3 separate regions of the Zea mays genome follow, and all the other regions are linked to region 2. A link is a contact called in public Hi-C data. All regions are on one chromosome and are shown on one strand. The core of a region is the stretch at or near the end of the contact, and the rest is flanking DNA. Distances in the headings are between cores, read along the strand shown.

The links. Hi-C and Micro-C count contacts between places; a contact is called where the count stands out from the background.
Region 1: a contact with region 2 is called in a Hi-C map of leaf, with 8 times the contacts expected there. The contact joins the promoter of LOC103626108 here to the promoter of LOC103626112 in region 2. A contact is called at or near these places in 9 of 25 Hi-C or Micro-C datasets (bundle sheath, ear, leaf and 2 more) and 1 of 3 datasets of contacts at active chromatin or transcription factors (leaf).
Region 3: a contact with region 2 is called in a Hi-C map of ear, with 3 times the contacts expected there. The contact joins the promoter of LOC103626116 here to the promoter of LOC103626112 in region 2. A contact is called at or near these places in 4 of 25 Hi-C or Micro-C datasets (bundle sheath, ear, root tip and 1 more).

What each region holds. Positions count from the first base shown.
Region 1 is chr5:23,752,953-23,755,652 of Zm-B73-REFERENCE-NAM-5.0, reverse strand. LOC103626108 (CDPK-related kinase 3) reads right to left here and starts at 1,328. Exons shown (of 11, transcript XM_008646484.3): 1 at 471-1,328. The coding sequence starts at 1,109.
Region 2 is chr5:23,983,469-23,986,245 of Zm-B73-REFERENCE-NAM-5.0, reverse strand. LOC103626112 (putative G-type lectin S-receptor-like serine/threonine-protein kinase At1g61610) reads right to left here and starts at 1,375. Exons shown (of 7, transcript XM_020538154.2): 1 at 1-1,375. The coding sequence starts at 893. It overlaps LOC100280540 (actin-2), which reads right to left. Exons shown (of 5, transcript NM_001153459.2): 5 at 2,552-2,777. The coding sequence ends at 2,745.
Region 3 is chr5:24,205,767-24,208,466 of Zm-B73-REFERENCE-NAM-5.0, reverse strand. LOC103626116 (probable plastid-lipid-associated protein 10, chloroplastic) reads left to right here and starts at 1,287. Exons shown (of 8, transcript XM_020538183.2): 1 at 1,287-1,616; 2 at 1,684-1,788; 3 at 1,896-2,036. The coding sequence starts at 1,422.

The DNA of each region.
Region 1 (2,700 bases), core at 79-2,578, 230 kb after region 2:
TCCATAATAGCTTAAAGAAAGAACAAGAAAGCAAGGAACAGGGGATAGATGGATGAACAGCTGAACACTCAGATCATATAAACAGGCAAAGCATTAAATGCGCCATTGCTGAAACAGGATCTCTACAATGTACTTCTAACCCTGCGGGGAAATGCCAATACCATGGCAAAAAAAAAAAAAAAAAAAAAAAAACTGATCACCGTGCAAGGCAGCCAAGAAACAAATGATGAACTTATGATTGCAACATCTGTGCTAGTGGCAATGCAGAGTTACTGGATTATTGTTGTGAAACTAACAACCAAACCATGGTGTACTAAGCGAGAGTTAAAAAGATCAAGACAGGACGGCAATTCTACACCCCCAAACACACACATAGTTGGTTCATGATCCGCTGGAGAAACCGAGGCCATTGAAACTGGTAAGATCGCGCGTTCAGTAAAAGAGTGGTGTGAGATCACGAGTAGCAAGACCTTGGCTTTGGAGATGACCTTGACAGCCAGGACCTGGCCTCTCATGTCTCCCTTGCGGGCACGCACGAGGCAGGTGTGTCCGAAATGGCCGCGGCCCACCTCCTTCCCTAGCTCGTACTTGGCGGCGAACTGGCGGTCGTAGCCGAAGCTCTTGTCAAGCTCCCGCTGCCCAGCGCCACCCCCGGCGCCTCCCGCCCCGTGCTCCTGGATCGGGACCTCGACGGGCGGCATGGGCACCTGCGACGCGGAGGCCGGCGACCGGTGGCCGAGCCGGCGCGCGAGGGACGCCTTGATGTGCTTGGCCGGGGACGGCGGCGGGAACGGGCGGCGGAAGAATCGGCGCGGCGTGGACACCGAGGTCGCCGGCGACGGCGCGATGCCATCGGGGAGCCCGGGCGCCCAGGGGCTGCCGGCCGCCGACGACCGCGCCGGCGTCGCCCCGGCCCCGGCCCTGCCCCCGCGCGGCGTCCCCGCCGGCGACGGCCGCGCGCTCCGCCTCCCTCCTCCTCGTCCTCCCCCTCCCCCTACCGACGCCGCATCCTCCGGCCCTCCCGCCGCCGAGACCGTGATGGTGGTCGCCCCCACGCCGCCGTCGTCGGCGTCGACGCCGTGCACGTTCCTCGCGTAGCACTGCCCCATGGCCGCCGGCCGGTCCCGGCGATCACCGGAGCTCGCGCACGGGAATGCGGGGTCCGGTAGCCGGGGGGCGCCGAGATTTATAGCTCCGGAAGCGTGCGAGGAGAGGGGAACGGGGGGCGGGGAGTGGCAGTATTAATGCAGTGGACGAGGGGGCGACGAGAAGGAAGGCAGTGGAGGGTGGTGTGACGAAACCAAACGGGAACTGAAGAGGGAAAAAATGAATTGCGGCAGCAGCAGACCCCGCATTGGACGCGTTGAGGGTGACGGACTGCGCCTGCCGCCTGCGCGTGTGGGCTGCGCGGCCGGGGGTGCGGGGGGGCTCGCGTGACGGGAGACAAGGGACGAGGGGGCTCGTCGAACCGTCGAAGTGCATGACGCGTGGAGCCATTTTCAATTGAGTGGAATCGGCCCACATGGCGGTGTCCGAGGGCCTGAACATTTCGTGTGTTCTGTGGTGAGTATTTGGCACGATCCCGTCGAAATTTGAACTTGGCCGTGGACCCGTGGTTGAGATATGGAAATGCTCGCTCCTACGGGCGTTGAAATTTGAAAGAAATAGACTACATTTCCAAGTGTCTGCTAGCTTTAATCCTAATAATAGCACAATATATATGGCGTGGATGTTTGTTTGTTTCGTCTTGTAATAGATGGTGGTATTCCATTGTTTGTCATTTTTATCAAAATGTGTGCTTTAATAACTTACCTTTGCATTTTGATTTAAGAAAGTCACCATCCTTGTATTTTGTCGGATCGATACCGACAAATCGTTATTCTTTTGTGGACATACCGTTACGTGCTAATGCCACGACGAGCAAACTTTTATTTTGTCGGATTGATACCGACAAATCATTATCCTTTTTGTGGATAGACCGTTATGCGCTAACGCCACGACGAGCAAACCTAGATCTGCCACTAGCACGTGGGAATACGCCAACATAGGTGGCATCGATAATGTAGGTAAATTTTATGACACTTTCAGCTAGATTCATCCTTTGGTGGATGACAGTAGCTCCTCTATAGAATCTAATAGTTGTCTTATGAATCATAGAATAACTCAATATTGTTCTATATCATGCTCTAAACTAATTGAAGTTACGCACAAATATACCTCTATGTGTATTATTCGTCCAATGGGTATGTAGTAATAGGCTTTCCAGTTTTACATTAAGGTGATTGATTCGCATCAACTTCATAGCATTACCACGAAAACCAGTTGGATCATAAAAGCAAGAGTGATGGCCATGGAGCAAGAGTGATGGCCATGGAGTTTTTATATATCGTGGACGCGGCACCATCTCTTTCAAACTAAACCTGACAATGTATAGCGGTCTACATCGGTGCATGGACCAATTTTGTCGTTGCCCCTGAAGAGCTACTAGTGAAGTTTATGATGTAAAAATAAAGACGGAAGAAACAACCACAATTCAAATTCGGATCTATGCATGTTGTGTGTTGATCTTTTTTTAGATATATAATAAGAATCAACGACCTTCACCTCAACAGAGGGTCCGCACCTCTTATTACATACAAGAAATCTGACTCACAACCATCATGCAGTATGAGAACTACAACTAGCGCAAAAAATTAAACA
Region 2 (2,777 bases), core at 126-2,625:
TGTGCCTCCAGGACGTACCATTCCAAAATGTTGGTGTTCCAGATTAGGATTTCTATCTTTCCTGAGTAGTCCATTTTGATCTTCATGGCAGTTGACGATGAGGAGCCACCGGGTACGCCAAAGGACATATAGACCTCACCGTCGTCGTATTTGCTTATTGTGAGGTAGATAGTGGACTTGAGAATTCCGATATATGACCTGGCTACCAAGTAACTATTCAACACCGGACTTCTCCAGTATGGTCTCGAGCCATTCCTGACAAAGCGCTGCAGGAGCTCGTCAGGATCTGCGCCGTAGGAGAAGCTGCCCGGGGCTGGGTCTTGGGGGCCCTTCCAAGAGACCAGCTGTTGCAGTGCATGCCTACGGTGGGTGACTCTAAATTTCATGCCAGGCAGAAGAGTGTCGGCCGGGTAATCGAAGCTTTGCCATAAGACGGCGCCCTGTGAACTCCAGAGGATGAAGTTTCCAGTGTTGTCAAGCGTGGCTTCTCCGGCGGTGGTCTCCGGCTCCGACGACGCAGCAGCGCTGGTGTTTGCCATCCAAAGCGTCTGGCCGTCCGCGCTGGACAAAACAAGATCGGACGTGTTCGTCAGGGCAAGTGTTGCAGAGGAAGGGTCCGTGATTATTGGGGTTCCACGGTTGGCAACCCACACGACGTTGTCCTTGGGAATGTTGGCGTACCATATACCAACATAGTAGTAGTGTTTCTTGTCCGGGTTGGACGGGGAGAAGAAGCCCAGGGCAAAAGTGCCGTCATCGGAGGTGAGCGTGCTTCCAACAGTCAGCGGCTTGTTGGGAAGGATGCGGCTGTCCGATGATACTGGAGGAGGCAGTAATAAGCTAGACGAGCAAAAACACAGCAAGATGATTCTGTGGATTGGAAGGAGGCCCATTGTTTGCAAGAAAGTAAGGATTCGACCTCTCTAGTGGCTGTGGCTGGTTGGTTGGATGGACACAAGGGCAAAGGCAAAGAAGAGGGTGGTGAGGCTGCTGGCTTGGACATGCCTTGCGGAGTCGGGGGTCAGTAGATATTCCACTCCCGAGCTAGCCCTCCTGCGTTCAAGGATCAACTCGTAAAAGAAAGATCTAGGACGAAACGATGAATAGTGCTGGACTGAATCGTAGAAATGAGATCAACGGGAGAGACGAACAGGCATCGACCTCGAGCTCGATGGAACCGAATCTCACTACCTCGATCAGTGCATCATCGTCGAGGCGGCAGTGATTGAAGGGACGTTCGAATCCTCTTGATCTAAGCGCATCAGTGCAGCTGGTCGAGTTTCTCCAAGGTCGACCCGCTGGAAGACGAAGTATACCCCGAGTGAAGACTTCCGATGAGAGTCATATATGTGGTTTTCAGATGAGTAGCACTGCTAATCCCATCCCATCCATCTATTCATTTCAGGCTTCGGCATCACAATTACTATACTACACAAGTAGGGCCTACGGGTGCAATAATCGCACAGCACAGCGACATGCAACCTCTGTTACCACTGCGCAGCTGTAATCAATAAAGACAAAATATTATATAAACCGAAACTGCAGCTGAATTAAAATTGTACGGCAATCCCTCGTTGAGTGCTGGCTGTGGGGAGGGGGCGGACTTATCTCCTTTGCTTATAGTTGTACATTCCGACCGTCCGACCCGACCCAGCCCAAACCTGAAAGAACCAACCCGTGTAAATTTCGGGCCATCTGACCCGTTTGAATTTTGGTTCGTGCCAGGCCGACTCGGCCTAACCCTCAGCGAATATTGGTTCGTGTCAGGCCGACTCGGCCTAGCCCTCAGTGCAGGGTCTGGGACGTAATTGCTTAAACGTGACAGACTCATTTCGGACGGTCCGAAATTGTAAAAGAACCAAAATTCAATTTTTGGCCCAAAATTCACATTAGGGCCCGAAATTAAAAACAAATTAATAAAACAAATAAAAGATAAGATAAATAAATTTGACCAAAAGCAAACTTAATATTTGTATTAAGTTACCAAAGCTATGCAATGACTACCTCGTTAAAAAATCATTTTGTTAGAACAAAAAAAGAGTAATTAGCTCTATATAGAGTTCGTAAATTCAGTTTATTATCTAATGTTCATAACAAAAGTAAAATTACATCATATACTCTAATTCAAAGCTAAAAACATATAACTAGCATCATCTCTAGCTTGGTGTTTTTTATCAAGTATATAAAATATGGAATGAAGTATGGTTTAAATGAATATATGAGTTTTTTCGTGCCTCTATATGGACCATTTTGTGCCTGCTTTAAATGAGTCGTGCTCGTACCCGCCCATAGGTCGCTCCTCGACTCAAACTCGGCCCGATATATCAGGTCGTGCCGTACCTGGACCTGCTTTTTTCGTGCTTTGGACCAACCCATCAGACCCAACCCAAATATACACTTATACCTGTTCTTTCTCTCTCTTCTTTCTTCCACGCCTGTAGGTCTGCCAACATAAGCAGGACAAGAAAAATCGGAAAAGCAACAGAAACGATGTTGCAACTTGCAAGCGCGAACTTTGCACATTCCAGCTGGCATCCAAGACCCCATAGAATCAAGTAATAATCCAATCAATATATATCAAACCAAACTACATACTTCATACAGTGCTCGGCTGACTCCACAACGTTACCAGAATGGATATATATATATGCGGCTTGTGGCATACACAAAAAACTGCGAGCTGTAGCAGAGCGACCACCCATAGATATGTCATGAAACAAAGGCATTTCCACGAGGAGTGACGTCTAGAAGCACTTCCTGTGGACAATAGCTGGACC
Region 3 (2,700 bases), core at 38-2,537, 220 kb before region 2:
TTCATTCACTATTAAGGGAGTGTTTGTGACTGCTTCACTTCACGAATTATATATCAGCTTTATAAAACTCTAGCCAAACACGTACAACTTCATCGGCTCAACTTTGCAAAAAAGGTGGAGTTGAGACTAACTTACATTTTTTTTTCATGAAATAGCAAATAGGGTGCTTCACAAACACTAATTTTCAATAAACTCGTGAAGTTGGAGAGCAAAACACTAATTTTCAATAAACTCGTGAAGTTGGAGAGCAAGTACCCACCATTGCCATTAATTACACAAACAAAATGTTTCGTTCTTTTCTCCCGTGTGCTGGCATCGTTCCCATTTCTCATCAGGCGCGCACCTTCCCGTTTCTCATCTCCTGTTCTTTTTCCGTCGCCTGGGATGGACCCCGACGCCCTAGCCGCCCCGCCTCCCCCCGCCTCCGGGCAAAGCTCGACGCTAGACCACACCCTGCTCGGCCTCTACTGCTGCATCGCAAATTCGCAATGTCCTAGTCCGAGTGCGAGACGGCCATATGCCGGACGGGGCGGTCGTGGCGCTCGCCGCGACGTCCACGCTCATCATAGGCTTTCCCACGCTTTTACCACGTGCCCATGTCGTGCATCTCCGTGTGACCTACTTCCCTTGACTCACGCCACGTCCTGCATCTCCGTGTTCATCAACCCTTGGAAGATCATCAGACTGACTCTGACATTAACGAGAAGCCAATGTTTGGTAGGCCATCGAGAAGCACCAATCATCAGGTGTTTTAGAAATAGGTCACACTAGACATTTGTGTGGAATATTTATAAAAAATGTGGATTGTACTCACTATATTAATATGGTGTATAAATAATACAAATAATACTATAACACCATGTATATAAAATAGTTCATACTCATCCAAGGGTATTAAGGGACTTTTTTAAACAAAATTTCATTTTAGTGAAGTTGGAGCTCGTCTACAAGCCAATCATTTTTAAAAACTGTACAACTTTAAAGCAGAGCTCTTCAACTCTAAAATTTATAAAGCTAAGCTAGTTTTTTTTTTGAAGCTGAGCCGTGCCAAACACCCCTAAGTTTTCATGAGCTGAACCAGTGCGAGATCGGCCTAGGAAACTCTAAATAAATGGTAAGAATAGTGGGATATTTCATTGAAGAAATTGTTGGTACATTTTTTTTCACTAAAAGCTTTATTTGTATTAATATAGAAGGATATAATTCTAATGCAAAATACAGTGCTTTTCTTGAAATGACATCGGGATTGCAGGCACTTATAATTAGGTTTGTGTGAAGCGAACGGATGCCAGGAAGGCGAGGGGCAAAGGCCAAAGCGAACTGAACCGATCCGCGGTTGTGCCCGTGCCGCGCGCCAGCGCCACGCTTCCTACAATCCTACTGTAGTTTAATCCGCTTGCACGGAGGAGCAACGCCGAGCAATGGCGCTCGCAGCCCCTTCTTCCCTCCGCCTCCTCCCGACCACGCCATCGCAGGCGCCATCTCCGCCCTGTGCCTCCCGACCACGCCATCTGCGGGAGCTCCGTCTCTGCCAGAGACTCGCCACCGCCGCCGCCGCCGCCGCCGCCGCCGCGGCCGCGGCCACGGCTCCACTCGCTTCCTCGCCCACCACCTCCGTACGTACTCCACGAGCTCATCCCCCCTTACGAATACCCGACACCTTCTGACGCGCTGGCCTCGCAGGCGGACACGGAGCGGAGGAAGCACGAACTGCTGCGCGCGGTTCAGGAAACGCGGCGCGGATTCGCAGCGGGGCCCGACCAACGCGCTGCCATCGAGGAGGCCGTCGTACGTACGATGCCTAATCGGCCGCTGTCTAACAATTCGCACTCACGCAACGCGGCGGCGTTTGTGACGCTGTGCTTGGTTTGATTGCTTTTGTGTGTCATGTGCAGGTGGCCGTGGAGGAGCGTGGTGCGGGGAAGGGAACGCCGATAGATCTCGCGGCGCTCGATGGCACCTGGAGGCTGTGTTACACATCGGCATCAGACGTGCTTGTGCTGTTCGAGGCGGCCGAGAGGCTTCCACTCCTGCAGGTTAAACAACGTGTATTCAGCGATCTGTCCTAATTTGTCGTTTCAATTGTATGCCTACTTAAAGCCATCACCTAGCAACCAATTACAGATTCCAGAAAATTTGAGATCGACTGAAAATGTCAATAACTTGCCAATCTTCATACTAAGATTTTTTTTCTCGAACACGTAGGAGAGCTACGTATCTCATACAACCCCTCAAGGGGCAAACACCGCACTAGGACCTGCCACACACACTAATACATGACCAGTACCAAGGAGGGGGAATCATGACCATAAACTAGGGAGCTATTTAGCTCCCACTGTACACCAAGCGCATTTCTCATGATGCTATCAAAACTAGGTGCACATCCCTCAAGCGCACATGCGTTTCTATGTTTCCAGATACACCAAGCCACTAAAACTATCAATGAATTGAAGCCCTTACGAAATTGTTTTGGTATCTGCGGTGTAGCCAGACATGGTGACACCATCATTCAGTAAAGATGTTGTCCCTTAACCCTGGAGCATACTTCTGCAGCCCAACCAACTTTAGGACAGAGTACCACACAGTCCTTGCAAAGATACATGAGGTGAGCAAATGCTGTATGTTCTCCTTTTCTCGATCACACATTTGACAGCTCTCAGGATGCTCAAGCCCCCAGCGAGCTAACCTATCTGCAGTTCA